5 separate regions of the Mus musculus genome follow, and all the other regions are linked to region 4. The links are chromatin contacts, called in public HiChIP or PLAC-seq and promoter capture Hi-C maps. All regions are on one chromosome and are shown on one strand. Each heading gives the region's core, a stretch centred on a gene start, on an enhancer-like site or on the middle of the called end of the contact. The rest is flanking DNA. Distances are from core to core; before and after follow the strand shown.

Evidence for each region. Promoter capture Hi-C pulls out the DNA fragments that hold promoters and counts their contacts. HiChIP or PLAC-seq counts read pairs in DNA pulled down with a chosen protein or histone mark.
Region 1: a promoter capture Hi-C map of stem cell-derived epiblast-like cells shows a contact between it and region 4, with 2.6 times the contacts expected there. The contact joins the promoter of Baiap3 here to the promoter of Msrb1 in region 4. A contact is called at or near these places in 2 of 39 promoter capture datasets (cranial neural crest and stem cell-derived epiblast-like cells), 2 of 484 Hi-C or Micro-C datasets (the C2C12 cell line and nephron progenitors) and 4 of 115 datasets of contacts at active chromatin or transcription factors (astrocytes, embryonic limb bud, neural tube and 1 more).
Region 2: a contact with region 4 is called in a promoter capture Hi-C map of pre-B cells. The contact joins the promoter of Amdhd2 here to the promoter of Msrb1 in region 4. A contact is called at or near these places in 3 of 39 promoter capture datasets (liver, neural stem cells and pre-B cells), 3 of 484 Hi-C or Micro-C datasets (CD4 T cells, embryonic stem cells and regulatory T cells), 4 of 115 datasets of contacts at active chromatin or transcription factors (bone marrow-derived macrophages, double positive thymocytes, microglia and 1 more) and 2 of 9 other capture datasets (adipose tissue and liver).
Region 3: a promoter capture Hi-C map of liver shows a contact between it and region 4, with 2.3 times the contacts expected there. The contact joins the promoter of Tedc2 here to the promoter of Msrb1 in region 4. A contact is called at or near these places in 2 of 39 promoter capture datasets (both in liver), 2 of 484 Hi-C or Micro-C datasets (both in liver) and 1 of 9 other capture datasets (liver).
Region 5: a contact with region 4 is called in an HNF4G HiChIP or PLAC-seq map of pancreatic cancer cells. The contact joins the promoter of Prss22 here to the promoter of Msrb1 in region 4. A contact is called at or near these places in 1 of 39 promoter capture datasets (hippocampal neurons) and 1 of 115 datasets of contacts at active chromatin or transcription factors (pancreatic cancer cells).

What each region holds. Positions count from the first base shown.
Region 1 is chr17:25,255,065-25,257,764 of GRCm38.p6, forward strand. Baiap3 (BAI1-associated protein 3) reads right to left here and starts at 1,300. Exons shown (of 34, transcript NM_001163270.1): 1 at 1,097-1,300.
Region 2 is chr17:24,162,403-24,165,102 of GRCm38.p6, forward strand. It overlaps Amdhd2 (amidohydrolase domain containing 2), which reads right to left and starts at 1,331. Exons shown (of 11, transcript NM_172935.4): 1 at 1,180-1,331; 2 at 794-930; 3 at 574-713. The coding sequence starts at 1,262. Atp6v0c (ATPase, H+ transporting, lysosomal V0 subunit C) reads right to left here. Exons shown (of 3, transcript NM_009729.4): 2 at 2,297-2,480; 3 at 1,463-2,206. The coding sequence ends at 2,002.
Region 3 is chr17:24,219,349-24,222,222 of GRCm38.p6, forward strand. It overlaps Tedc2 (tubulin epsilon and delta complex 2), which reads right to left and starts at 1,503. Exons shown (of 10, transcript NM_028056.2): 1 at 1,343-1,503; 2 at 1,169-1,267; 3 at 904-962; 4 at 383-785. The coding sequence starts at 1,392.
Region 4 is chr17:24,735,089-24,737,886 of GRCm38.p6, forward strand. Msrb1 (methionine sulfoxide reductase B1) reads left to right here and starts at 1,505. Exons shown (of 5, transcript NM_013759.3): 1 at 1,505-1,674. The coding sequence starts at 1,620. It overlaps Rpl3l (ribosomal protein L3-like), which reads left to right. Exons shown (of 10, transcript NM_001163945.2): 8 at 329-424; 9 at 634-753; 10 at 912-1,055. The coding sequence ends at 968.
Region 5 is chr17:23,996,787-23,999,513 of GRCm38.p6, forward strand. It overlaps Prss22 (protease, serine 22), which reads right to left and starts at 1,314. Exons shown (of 6, transcript NM_133731.2): 1 at 1,137-1,314; 2 at 525-551; 3 at 1-51. The coding sequence starts at 1,218.

The DNA.
Region 1 (2,700 bases), core at 50-2,549, 520 kb after region 4:
TACCTGTTACACATTCTGTTTGCAAGCTCATCCCTCCCTGAGTCACAGGGAGTGTAGGGGTGTGTAGGGGGAGATCTGCACTGTGCTCTCTGTGGATGGATGCTCTCCAGGCCTACAGATGGAGACTGGTTCACTCTACCCTGGAGTCTTACCTGCTACTTACCTGTCTCTGTTGAGTTAGTTGCTCCTGATCGGCTGTTTTTGATGATAGGGGCGGGGGAGGCTGTGGTTACCCTCCCCTGTTCTATTGAGGTTACCTTCTTCTCCTTGAAGGCAGGAGGTCTGAAGGGAGTTTGGTCTTGGTCTTGCTTTCTTTCTGTTTCTATTTCTGTCTCTCTCTGATTCTGTCTCTCTGTCTCTGTCTCTGTCTCTACCTCTGTGCCTCTCTCTCTCTCTCTCTCTCTCACACACACACACACACACACACACACACACACACACACACACACACAGTCAGACCCCAGGCAAATGGTGGGACCCGAATTCCTGGGTAACTAGGGAGGAAAAAGGCTTACCCTGGCAGGGATTTTGGGTTACTGAGGGCAAAGGTCTCATGAGGGGAGTCGGAAAGTGGTAGGGACACGGGCGCTGGGGCCTTGAGGGGATTCAACCTGTTCAGAGAAGCCCCGTAGGGCGTCTCCGAGGTCCCCAGCTCCGCTTCAGTCAGGGGCCTCTATTGGGAAAAAGGGTTACAGTCAGGTGGCTCAGCAGCGGCGGCCGTGGGAACCGAGGTTGAAGGTGTGCACTCTCTGGCTCTGGAGGTCTCACCCTTCAACCCTCCCGGGGAATTCTGCAGTGTGGACCTCCAGTAGCCCTTTACTTAGCTCAGAGCCTAGGACGCCGGCCGTGCGACCCCGCCCCTCTCTCTGAGCACGCGCGGCCTCAGTTTCCCCAGGACCTCAGTTTCCCATTGCCTCTGACGCCAGCAATTCCCGTGCTCCACCCGGAGCGTAGTGCAGAAGCCAGGGGTGGGGGTGGGGCTAAGCCCGAGGGGGCGGTCGCGTCCGTCCGTCCGTCCGTCTGTCTGTCTGTGATAAAAAGCAGGTTAAGCCTCGACGGCAGTCTGACGACATTGGGCAGGAGTTACAGCACTCACCGTGGACAGGGCTTCGGGGGCCACAGGGTCGGGGGGGTCCCTGCTGGCGCTGGCGTTGCTGTCGCACTAGCTGGGGACACCGAGGCACAGCGACCGCTAGCAGCCGCGCGCGCTGGAGACTGAGCACTGCAGAGCGGGCGCCGCGGGCGGGGGGCGCGGGCGGGCGGAGGCGGGGCCTGGCCTGGTTTGCTGGTCAGAGGTTCCAGCCCTGCCCACCCCTACCCTGCGCGTTTGGGGTCGGCAGGGGGTCTCTACCAGCACGGTAGTGGCCAGAGAGACCCTGCTCTGGGCACAGGGCTCAGTAACCTACAGGTGGGTGCAGGGACAGGTTGTGTTAGCTGTCCCCCCACCCCCCTTCTCCTGCCCCGAGGGAGGAGGCTGTCACGGGGTCTCCTTCCCAGGGCCGCAGGGAAGCTACAGTCGCCCAAAAGAAACAGTCGCCCAAAGGAAACACGAAGTGCCTGGTGTTTCTTGAAGTGCTGTACAGCCATATCCAAAGTCAACCCTCTCACAAAAGCTCTGCTGCTCAGTACTACCCGGAGCTGCTCTCTTCCAGGGAAGTCAGCTCTGGTATTAACCTGGGACATCTCGTGATGTCACTGCTATCTGTGAATGTGTGCAGAAGACACACATTAAGCCACATCCTGCTGTTCCCAGCCCACTTCTCCTAAGGCCCCCTCCACCACTTGAGGTCACCTGGAGACTTGTTAAATGAGTTGCCTGTCCAGTTCCTAAAAGTGCGAGCTCTGAAGCTGGGGCAGAGGAAATACCTGACAGGGTTCTTTGTGTGGGTTCTCAGCACCCACTGGGAGTTGTTCTTGGCTGTTCCAGGGCTCAGTAGGCCCCTGAAGACTGACACAAACTTCGGTGGGAAACCACTGGTGGCCATGTTGCTTCTAAGTAGTTCCACTTTGGAGTTTATACCAAAAGTCTCATTCTTTTGTTTGTTTGGTTTGGTTTGATTTTTCGTTTCTCTGTGTAGCCCTGGCTGTCCTGAAATTCACTCTGTAGACCAGGCTGGCCTTGAACTCAAGAGTTTCCCACTACTGACCGGTTTAAAGGTCTCATTCTTATGGGAAGGACTCCAACCAGTGTGAGGGTCAGGAAAGCAGGCCTGAAAATTCTCCACTTCAGACTGTAGCAAATGACATCTCTGCTGAGGCGACAGACTTTCCAGAGTGCTGGGCGGGGGGCCTTTGTTCCTCATTACTGGGATTTGGAGAGGAAACATCTGAGGGACAACAGTCAGGCCATAGTCCTTCATTCCAGGGGACATACAGGTGAGGTCACCTGTCTGTATCCCAATTCACATCTCTGTCAGTCCCTCCATCCATCACTGAAGACAGGCACCAGAACAGAATATTGTCCTGCAGAATGCTCCGTTCTCAGTCAACCTCTGGCTTGGCACAGTCCGGCCAGGCAAAAGTGATAAAAGTCAAACCCACTGTCAGGACCAGGATATCAGATGAGCAAGGGAAGGTCCTGGACTCTATGCCCCACACTGTCCTGCTATAGGGGATAGGGGTTGGAGTGGGATAGCCAACTCCTCTCCCAGAGTCTGGAGTTGATGCACCCATAGTATACTCTTGTGTCATGTTTTGCCA
Region 2 (2,700 bases), core at 81-2,580, 570 kb before region 4:
GCACTCGGGAGGCAGAGGCAGGCAGATTTCTGAGTTTGAGGCCAGCCTGGTCTACAAAGTGAGTTCCAGGACAGCAAGGTCTATACAGAGAAACCCTGTCTCGAAAAAACAAACAAACAAACAAAAACCGGGAAAACTGTGGGAGAACCTTACATGAAATTTGGAACAAGACAACAGACCTCCTGCTAAGATAGAAGGTGGAAGGGTGAGGACAGAAGCCAGTCCACAGCAACAGCAGCTCTTTCTGAAAGGCTTTTTCATGTGAGTCACACAGCATAAGCAGGTTAGGGAGGAAGAGCTAGACAAGAGACAATGGCTGTGGCAGAATTCCAGGCGACCTTAGTTCAGGAGACCCAGAGGCTGCCTACAGGGCGTTGGGAGGGCGTGGCAGATGAGAACCGGGGCAGGAAACGTGAGGACAACCGCACTGGCAGTTGCAGAGACCAGGCAGAACCCAACTGAAAGTGAGGCGGATCCCCCTCGGACCCAAGTCCAGGAAGCCCAGATTCGGGTGAAGGAAGTGGTCCTTTCCTGAGGGCCCCTTTGCTCAGGGGTAGAACGGCCTCATCTCACCTTGTGATAAACCTCTGGTGGGGAGGTGACCAGGGTGGGACAGAAGGAGGTGACACCGTGGGACAGGAGCCTCCGGGCCACTAGGGCGACCCCCGAACCCACGTCCTCCGTAGCCTTGGAGAAGTCAACACCAAATCCACCTGTGGCCACAGAAAACAAGGGGGGTAGCACAGTGCTCGGAGCTCCTGCCCTGGGTTCCCTGGCCCGAGCCAGGCCGCACCGTTGATCTGCACATCGATAAAGCCAGGCGCCAGGATGCGGCCTCCGCAGTCCCGCTGCTCATCAGCCACACGCCTCTCCTCAAAAAACAGCTTTTCTGGGTCCAGGATTCGGCCCCCGCGCACCCACAGATCCTCCCTGAGGGCAGAGTAGTAGGCACTTGGATCACCACCAGGCCCTGGAACCAAACCCTAGTTCTATCTCGCACCCAGCTTGTCCCTGCACCCACTATTCTTCTTGGTCCCGGCCACACACCCACGATAGTCCCGCCCTCCACATTCCTGCCCCTTTCAGGGCTTATGCCCTACACTATCCCCATCTCTGCACCCCGCACTGGCGTATCATCAGCTCTATACCCAGCCTAAGCCTGCACCATGCAGCCCAGACCTGAGGAGCGTGCCGCCACGCAGGATGCGGCAGTTGGTGAACTGGAGCACCGGGGCCCCCGCTGCGCACTGCCCGCTACGCATCGTGAGTCGCGCCGAACCCAGCAAGCTTTGGGCGCAAGCCGGCAGAGCCCGGAGCAGCCGTAATCGGAAGCGGGGCCAGGTCGCATCACGTGACTCTCAGCTGAAGGGGCTGTCACGTGGCCGCGGTGCTCACGTGGTGGCGACCACATGATGACAAACCCTGCCAGGCCCGCCCACAGAAGCGCCAGAACACAAGCCAGTCACATCCGAGAACTTTTATTGGACACAGCTGGGAGCCAGCTCTGAGGAGCAGTAGCACTCTATCCTCCACCCTGGCTGTTCAGGGCAGGGGGAAGGGTGGCTCCATCCAAGGAGTCTCAGCAACAGGAACCCCACAAGGCAACAGTCTACTAATGATTACTATATAGTTGGGAGACAGGAGCTGCTCCACAGACGCATGAATAGGTCAAATCTTTTATAAATAAACATCCAGTGAAGAGAAAAATGACAACTCTAGTTCATTCTTATACACAGGAGCACTCTAGGGCGATGGGTGGGGTAACCAGAGGCTGACTTCGTCACTGGTCAGGGGCCTGGGTGGGAGATGAGTGGGCCCGTATGTCCACAGCACGGTGCAGTAGGGGCAAGGCGGGGGCGACAGACAATGGGCACTAGGACACTGCACATTTACAAGACCAACTACTGAGGGGCAGCTGCCCGTGCATGTGTCAGGCTGTTCGTTCTGGAATGAGGAGGGGTGATCTTTACATCCTATCCTGTGACTGATGGTGGAAAAGGACTACTTTGTGGAGAGGATTAGGGCCACGATGAGACCGTAGAGGCCAAGCACCTCCGCAAAGATGAGGATCAGGATCATGCCCACGAACAGTCGAGGCTGCTGGGCAGTGCCCCGAACACCAGCATCTCCGACGATGCCAATGGCAAAGCCAGCAGCCAGGCCACTCAGCCCCACACTCAGGCCAGCACCCAGTTGAAGAAAACTCCTGGGGAGAGAAGAGACACAGGTTGTCAGCAATCTGCCTGTCCACAGGACAATGAAGCACTTCACCTGGGAGGAAAGGCCCAGCACTCACCTGTAGAGGGTGATGCCATCAGTCAGGGAGTTAGCGATAAGTACTGCCACCACCAGGCCGTAGATGGCGATGATCCCAGCCATAACCACTGGGATGATGGACTTCATGATCAGCTCTGGCCTCATGACTGACATGGCTGCGATGCCAGTGCCACTCTTGGCTGTGCCATAGGCGGCTCCCATGGCTGTGGGAGGAGAGAGTAAGTGAGCCCAGAGCAGCTTTTTCCATTCTGCTCCCCAGGTTCCCACCCATTACAAGAACTGAGGCGGGCAGCCAAGCAAGAGCAGCAGCCACTTCTCTTCCCACTAGCAGAGCCATACCTCCAACCTCCTGCTCTACTTCCGCCTGCAGTTCTTCCTGTGGTCATGGGGGCTCGTTTGCTGTGAAACCAGACTTTGTTCCCT
Region 3 (2,874 bases), core at 253-2,752, 520 kb before region 4:
TAGACCAGGCTGGCCCCGAACTCAGAAATCTGCCTGCCTCTGCCTCCCGAGTGCTGGGATTAAAGGCGTGGGCCACCAAGCCCGGCATTAGGACTGTCATTCTTACTCATGGCTCAGAACCCATTGGGGCGAACCTTCTCACCTCCTCTCCTTTAACAGCTTAATTCTGACAAGCTTTTTGAAAACGGCTTCTGGAGGAGGGTGGGTGCTCGCCCAGTCCAGAGAGCTCATGGGCTGGTTAGGCTCCAGAACGACAAACCTGATACCATCCCAACCCTGTTCTGCCCTGTTTGCTTCAGTGCATGACCCTTACGGGTCGGCACCAGGGGCTTCCTCAACCAGCTCAATGCCCTGTCAGGATACGAGCGTCTGGGAAGCTTACCCCTTCTCCTTTAATGCGAAGAGTTCTGTGGTGTGATGAGCAGATGACGGGGTCATTTGTTGGTCCCTGAGGTCTGGTCCATACCCAGTAGTTTGGTCTTGTGTTCTTACATGGGTCTTATCACCCTTTGATCGTAGTCTGTGCTCAGGGTAATCCTTGGGAGGGGCTGTGGCCCGCTGTATACCCTTGGTGGATCTTGTACCCAATACACGGCTGCCACCCCGGCTGGGAGCCCGAGGATGGGAGGCGGCAGCGGCACCAGAAGTGGCTGCCTTAGATGTCAGAGTGGGGGTTCTGTCTCTTTGTCCAGCATTGGACACGCCTTTCCTCACACGTACAGCCTTCTCCAGAGCCTGGGTCAAAAGTTCCAGCTCCTCGAGATCTTGAGAACTCGGTGCACATGCTATGAACGTCAAGAACCATGCAAGAATTCCTCCTCACTGTCCCAGGATGGATTCCCCCATGACAGCAAGCCAGAGAAAGGCCAGGGACAGCACCCATAAAAAGCAGCTAACGTTTACCTGGACTTGGGTCCTCTTCTTTGGTTTCTGGAACTGGAGATGGGGTCCTGGCTGGTTCCCTGCAAAGACAGGGCAGCCATGGTATGGTCCAAACATTCTATCCCTAAGCAGATTCCCAGCCTCAGACCCTGGATAAGGGGTAAGGATAGCAATGGCAACCGGAGTCTAAAAGCATGCATTTGTATTTGGCCTTCTAGGCCCTGGGACTCTGCATAATCCTGATGGTCCGAGGAGGGACTGGCCAGGAGGTCCTGGGTCCGCGTACCAGACCTGCAGCAGCCTCCTGGAAACGCGCAGGCTCCGCTCCAACTGCCGCTGCCGATCGGCGCAGGAGTCCAAGGCGCCCTGCAGCTCCGCTACCAGCCTGAGGACAGGTACTATGTGAGCCTCCGAACCTCGCTCCCGTCCGCCCAATTCCCTTCCGTTGCACGAGACCCACCGGTGAGCGCAGTCTGCGGGTAGTAGGTAGTTTCCTTTAACACCAAGCATTTTTGCCGCCGCCAAGGAGTCCCGCGCCTTCCGGGCAGAAGGCCGCCCACTTCCGGGTAGGCTACCCAATCTTGAGCACAGCTTGCAAGTCCAGCTCCAAAACGCGAATCCATCTCAAGCTCCACCCATCATCCCAGACTCCGCCCTAACCCCTCCCACGGGAGGACGCAAAGGCTCTGTTGGAACCTGGACAGTGCCACTGTAGATAAGATAGCTTCTGATTTGGCTAATCAGATAATGCTCTTCTGACAGGGCATCCGTGACCCTCTAAAGTTTGGTTTTTTGTCTTAACCAGGTTTTGCCGAACCTACTTTGAAAGCAGAGATAAGCGGTCTTGCTGACTCCAGGATGACTTAGCAATCAAGCATATGGCCAGAAGACAATGCTAGAACTGGGTCAAGGAACATCTTAGGAATGTCAGGCGCCAGACGTGAACAATGAAGCCCAGGGAATCTGGAGCATGTGGCACTTAGAATAGGTCTGCTAAGCTGCTCTACGTCATGGAAGGTTGTGCAAGAGACAGAGGAGTGTCAGATAGTAGATAGATAGGCGGAGGGGAGGCTGAAGCCCAGAGAATGGCCAGGAGGCCGTAGATAGGACACATGCAAACACAGCAGCTAAGGGTCAGAGCAATGGTCTTTGCCCTCAAAGATCTACCAAGCTAGGCCAGCTTGTCAATACATGGTTAATATTGACTTGTTTGGCATAGATTATCAGTACATTATGTTCTCCATCAAGTCAGTTTGTGCAATCTCATGTAGTCTCAGCTGGCCTTCAATTCACTATGTATCTGATGACCTTGAACTCATGACCTTCCTGTCTCCATTTCAATTATTTTTTACTTTTATCTTTTTTGGTTTTTCGAGACAGGGTTTCTCTGTGTAGCCCTGGATGTCCTGGAACTCACTTTGTAGACCAGGTTAGCCTCCAACTCTGAGATCCACCTGCCTCTGCCTCCCAAGTGCTGGGATTAAAGGTGTGTGCCACCACTGCCCGGCCCAATTATTTCCTAATTAAAAAACTTGTATGTCAACGTACAACTTGCATGCCTAGTGCCCAAGGAGGCCTGAAGAGGGAACTGGATCTTCTGAAATTGGAGTTATAGATGGTTGAGTGGGTTTGTGGATCTGAATTCAGGTCCTCTGGTCAAGCAGCAAATGCTACAAACCAATGAGCTGCCTCTGCAGCCTCCTTCTCCCACCTCTTAGAAGCCTGCCACTAGACACAGCTTTTCCATTTGTTTCTACGGTGAAAAATGTGCTTGGCTGCTGAAAGAAATGAGGACAGGGAACAGTGCTCAGCAGTACTGGTGATATAAATTATTAGTTCTAGAGCCCAAGAAGTAAGGTAACCCTGGTTGTTTCTGTACAAAAAGAGCAAGAAAGTTAGCCCAGTGTCAAGTGGGAAAGGGGCTGAGATCTAGGCAGTTCCACTGTCATATTTGGGATAGAAGATGGGCACCCCTACTTACACTGGGCCTCC
Region 4 (2,798 bases), core at 255-2,754:
TGAGGCTCTCTCTGGTACCCAAGCTGGCCTTCAACTCAAAGTGATCTCATATCCCCCTCTCAAGTGCTGGATTTACGAGTGTATACCACCGTGCTCAGCAAACCCAAACTTCTGAGCATCAGTGTGCCCACAAAAAGGCATATTGTTAAATGAGATGACACAGGAAAGATACTTAGTATTCAGTTGAGATGTTACTGCCCCCTGAGGAGTGACCCAGTGGGAAGGTATTGTCCCTGCACCCTGGGGTCTGCGCATAGGGCTCCCTCCCACTACAGCCTCCTAACTTGGCTGCCCTGTTCCTGGCTTGGTGTGGTCTGTCTCCCTGTAGGGTGGCTTCCCCCACTATGGGGAAGTGAACAATGACTTCATCATGTTAAAGGGCTGCATTGCAGGTACCAAGAAGCGAGTGATCACTCTGAGAAAGGTCAGTGCTGCTTGGCAAGCTGGGGAGTGGACTCCAGTGGCCTGTTCTGTCCTTTAGCGTGCTCTGTGGTGGGTTGTGTGGTGGGAGAGTAAAGGAAGGGGGTCTGGCAAGAGCGAGGGATTGACTGAGTCCTCCTTGGTGTGAACTGGAGGTCACAGGAGGAGTCGGGGCCCTCTGTCCTTGACATCTCTTCTCTCTTGGATACCCAGTCCCTTCTGGTGCACCACAGCCGCAGGGCCCTGGAGAATATTGAGCTCAAGTTCATTGACACCACTTCTAAGTTTGGCCACGGATGTTTTCAGACAGCGCAGGAGAAGAGGGCCTTCATGGTGAGCTAGTCCCACTTGTTCCAGAGAGGAACTAGAAGAAGGGGCCTTTTTAGCAAACCAGTAGAGCAGGCCCTAGGTGGCCCTGGCACTGGCCGTAGGTAGTATTTCTTGACTGACTCTCCTGACTAACTCTCATCTTGTCTCCTCACCTTAACCAGGGTCCCCAAAAGAAACATCTGGAGAAAGAGAAGCCGGAGACCTTGGGAAACATGTAAGATGTCTGGAATGGAGCACACCTGGGATGTAGCACTCTTGCTATCTGTCCGGTCCTTTTTGTTCAATAAAGTCCTGAGGCAACTCTCTCTGTCTGTCTCTGTGTGTCTGTCTCTCTTCCACATTCCCTGGGAGGCTTGATGTAGATCTTAAGCCTGGGTCGGAGGTTGGGTGATCCCAGACGCGGGCGCAAGGTTTAGCGCCAGATAAGAGGGCTATAGATACAGCTGGGTAGATGCGCCTCCACGCCAGTTGCACAATGGTATTAGTAGTAGCTACCATTGGCTAGTACCAATGTTTATAGCCTAGCCGCTGTACTGGAGCTTAGCATAGGTTTGGCCTTCATCTTAACAGCTAAGCTTCCTGGGAGCGGCTCCCTGGGCGGGGCCTTCTAGAGGCGGAAGTAAGGACGTGATCTCTGGGTAAACTTGGCTGGATGGGTGGGGTTTAGGGCCTATGGGAGGAGAGACTCCTTGAGGGCGGGGCTGCTAGGAGGCGGCCGTGGGGAATCCAAGAGTGACTGGTCCCCTCTAGGGGCGGGGCTTATGGCGAATCGGAAAGTGATTGGTTATTGGGACTGGGTCGGGTTTGAGTCCAGATCTTAGGGTTTTACCCGGACCTGGCTGGGAGCTTTTGCCTGTCCCGTCGCGACCATGTCGTTCTGCAGCTTCTTCGGAGGCGAGGTTTTCCAGAATCACTTCGAGCCAGGTACACCCCGTGGCATTAAAGCATACATTGCCTCCTGGGGAGCTGTGGAGTTCCCGAACCGGGACTGGGCTAGTGTGGTTGCCGAGGAGAAGCGAGCCTGGGAAAAAAGAACTTGGAGGAGGGGAGCTGGGTGGCCAGGGCATTCTGGAGCAGGAGGACTTGAGAGGAGAAGGGACATTCCGGTAGACTCTGTTCTCGAGGGGGACAGGCCTTGAACTTCAAATGTAGATCTCTCTGGGGGATTCTCTGGGCCAGATGCGTAAGGGTGATGCCACCGGATGGTGTCAGAGTGGTCTGAACTTTAGAGCGGAATGATGGTGGTATGTGGTCCAAGGTCAGTGTTGGAATTTGCCCTGACAATGTACCCCCTCGCCCACCCCACCCCCCCGCCTGCAACCCCTGATTTGCTTGGATGAGCGGACAAGCTCTGCACTTGCTGTTCAATCCGGAATGTGCTGTCCCAGATGTCTCTCCGTCCTCTGCGTTGGTTGTCAATGGGTTCTTGCCAGCATAAATGAAGTTTGACCAGTACTGTGAGAGACGTTGCTTGGCTCCCTTCTTGCTGGGTTCTGCTGATCTGGACTAATTTGGTAAAAACTATGGCACTGGCGTTCCAGGGGCAGGATCTGTTTGTTAGATGTCAGTCCTCTAGAGGGCAGGGCTGTGACAATGGGCACCTCTATAAGCCAGTTGTTGTAATACAGGGTTGCTGGGAAGAGACCTCCCTTGAATTCTTTTTGGCTACAACACTCCAGTTGCCCTCAGGCTACCCTGGCAAGCTAGACACTCACTCAGTTTTGCTTCCTCTCCAGTTCCTGATACAGGTTGAAAGAACAGTTCAGACTCCAGGGTGTCTGTCCTCAAGTGGTGGGTGACCGATGATTCAGTACCCTGCAGGTTCCCATTTTTAAGTCTTTCAAACAGTTATGTAATTCAGTTTTGCAACCATCCTTACCCCTTCCACTCATGTGATCTTTTGGGGACAGGTTGAAACCTTTCTTCCCAGCTGCTGTTTTCTGGGGTTCCCTATTTGGCTTGGAAGACTGTCCTCTAGGGCCAGTCTGTTCCTAAGACCGGAGCTGATATCCATGGTATCCAAGACTGTTGACTAGCAGAGATGCCCA
Region 5 (2,727 bases), core at 64-2,563, 740 kb before region 4:
CACCTCCCACAATCCGGTTCAGCTGCTGAGGCTTCCCACAGTCTGGGGACACTGGCACAAGGGATGGCATCTTCTGTCATCTCAGTAGACACAATTGTCTTCTGACTTGCCTGTCAACCCCCCTGCAAGGCCTCAAACCTGTGCCCAGCACAGCATGTGTCCAGCACAGCCTGCTGCTGCAGGGAGAGTGCCTGCCTGCCCTGTCCCTGTCCCCTTTAGTTATCAGGGACTGGCCCTTGCCTTCTTCTCTCCTTTATCTGGCCTTCCCTCCCACTCCCCTTAACCTTTATTTTTTTGGTTCTGTTGGTCCCTCACCCTTCTGTCCTCCCTTCTCTAGATTCATCACCTTCCTAAGCCCCACCCACCCACACAACTCCTCTTGCCTGTATCCATCCCATCCTCTTCAATCTCATGCTCCCCTGTGACTGGGGTCCCCACACTGACCTACCCTATAGAGTCAGATACAAAGACTGTCCACACCACTGCCCCACCCCCACCCAGCCAGGCAACCTGATCACACTCACCTCGGATGGTGGCAGCACTGATGGGAGCTGAGAGCAAGAGAATAAAGAAAGTGGTGAGGAGCCCTGTGCCCCATGCCTGGGGACTCCCCCACCTTCCCAAACAGACTCAGCCTGGGCCCTCCAGCACTGTTCGCTGCTCCACCACCTGTCACACACACACACACACACACACACACACAGACACACACACACACACACACACACACACTGTCACCCAGGTTTTCTCCCCCAGCTCCCATGAAAGCCCAGGCAGCTGCCTTCCTATTCCAGAACAGAAGGAGACCCAAGATGGAAATAGAGGAGGAAGAGGAAACAGGAGATGGAGGGCACAGGGAAGCGGTGAGAGGCGCTCCTGAGCAGGCACTGAGACCAGAGCACTCACATGCATTCAATCCTCATAGCTGCTAGGGAAACTGAGGCAGACCACATGCCAGAGGAAGGAGAACGGAGACAGGCATGGGGAGCCGATGATGAAAGGCAACAGAGGAAAGAAGAGAGACGGAACTCAAGGGAAGGAGCTGAGCTGAGCTGGCGAAGAGGAGGTGACTGTGGGAAGGAGGAGGAGGGAAGAGAGGATGTGGGGAGGAGGAGCAGCAGGCCCTTGGGGCTCACCTGTGGAAGTCAGCAGCACCAGAAGGATTAAGATGCTGAACTGGTCCCCACCCAGTGCTGGGGGAGGTCTGGAGATCATCATTGCTGGTATGGGTGGAGACCCAGCAAGGCTGCTGGCCGGCTCAAAGGACCTAAGGGCTGTGTTGCTTGAGACTGGCAGGACGGGTGGCTGTAGTGTGTAGGGTTCCCTACAGGTTGCCCCAGGTTTTATCCTGTGAGGAAGAATGCTGTTGGACCAGTCCCCCAGGTGCCTGAGACTGGGCCACCCAGACTGTGGGTCAAGGAGGAGGTGGGGTTGCCAGAAGGAAGCAACCAGTTACTGGGTTCTAGGGATGCTACCAGGAGACTGGATGGGGGTCTCCAGATCAGTTGTATGCCCGGGGTCACCCTGCATGGGGGGTTGGGGGGTGAGGGGGGAAAGTAGAGACTTGCTGACTGCCTAGGGCATGGTTTTAACACTGACTCCCAGGTAAACAGAGAAAGAGCCCTGTAGTTTGCAGACTGTTTGGGGTAGGAAGTGACTCAGTCTGAAATGGCTGGGGTTGCCAGGGGGACCTTGTTCCTTAACGGCCCATGTCCAGGGCCCTGGTTGCTTCCATGACTCAAGACAGACACTTGGGGCCCTGGAATCCCGTTAGCCCACTTCCCCGAAAGCTGTGACTCAGGCCCCAAAGGGACGGGCATAATGGCCTCTTGGCCATTTGGCCAAGCTGTCCCTGGCACTTCCTCTCAGTTGTCACTGTAGGTGACCCTCCGGTGACTCATTTCTCACCTGAACTCCAGGGAGCAGGCCAAGCCCAAAGCAAGAGCCACAGCCTATGCGCCCCACACACACTTGGGAAGAACTAACCCTGTGGTCACGTTCACACCATGGGACCTACACACACACACACACAAAGGACCAGGGAGCTGGGCTTTGGGAAGCTTAGGTGCTGTAGGCTGGTGTGGATTGTCCTGACTAAGTGTCCTATACTCATGACACCCTCACGTCAAGCAGGAACCAGCGACATCATCCCAAACAAATGTATTCCTCTCCCCAGGGTTAGATCCTGGGATCAGACCTGGCTGTGGAGGAAATGGGTTCAGTGAAAATAGTACTGCAGTCTGAGGCTCTGCACCCCACTTTGTGCCGTCCCCAAGCTCCCTCATCACCCAAGAAACCTGGGCTGGTTCGGGGATATCGTAGCCTGGCTGCTCACTGGATTGACGTGGGAACTTAGTGGCCCCCCCCAGCAGGATCGGAGGTGCCTGACTCTCCTTGGGATAGCCCACAAAACTTACTCTGAAGAAAAGACCATGAATAAGTGTGGGAACAGCTACAGTAACACTGAACCCAGGGAAAGAAAGAGAGGTTGATCTCTTCCCACCTCTGGGCCAGCTGCAGCTCTCTTGGGAGTTCCCTGACCTGGGCCTCCAAGTTGCCCAGAGCTGGCCCTGCAGGTCCCTGTGTTGCCCACCTCAACTGTTTGAGATTAAGGTGGTATTAGGCCCAGTTAGCACATGTATCCCTCTCTCTGGCAAGGTGACACTCACATAACCTTGCCTGGGTACTGTGAACTGCAAATAGACTAAGGTGTGTTCTATGGGGAAG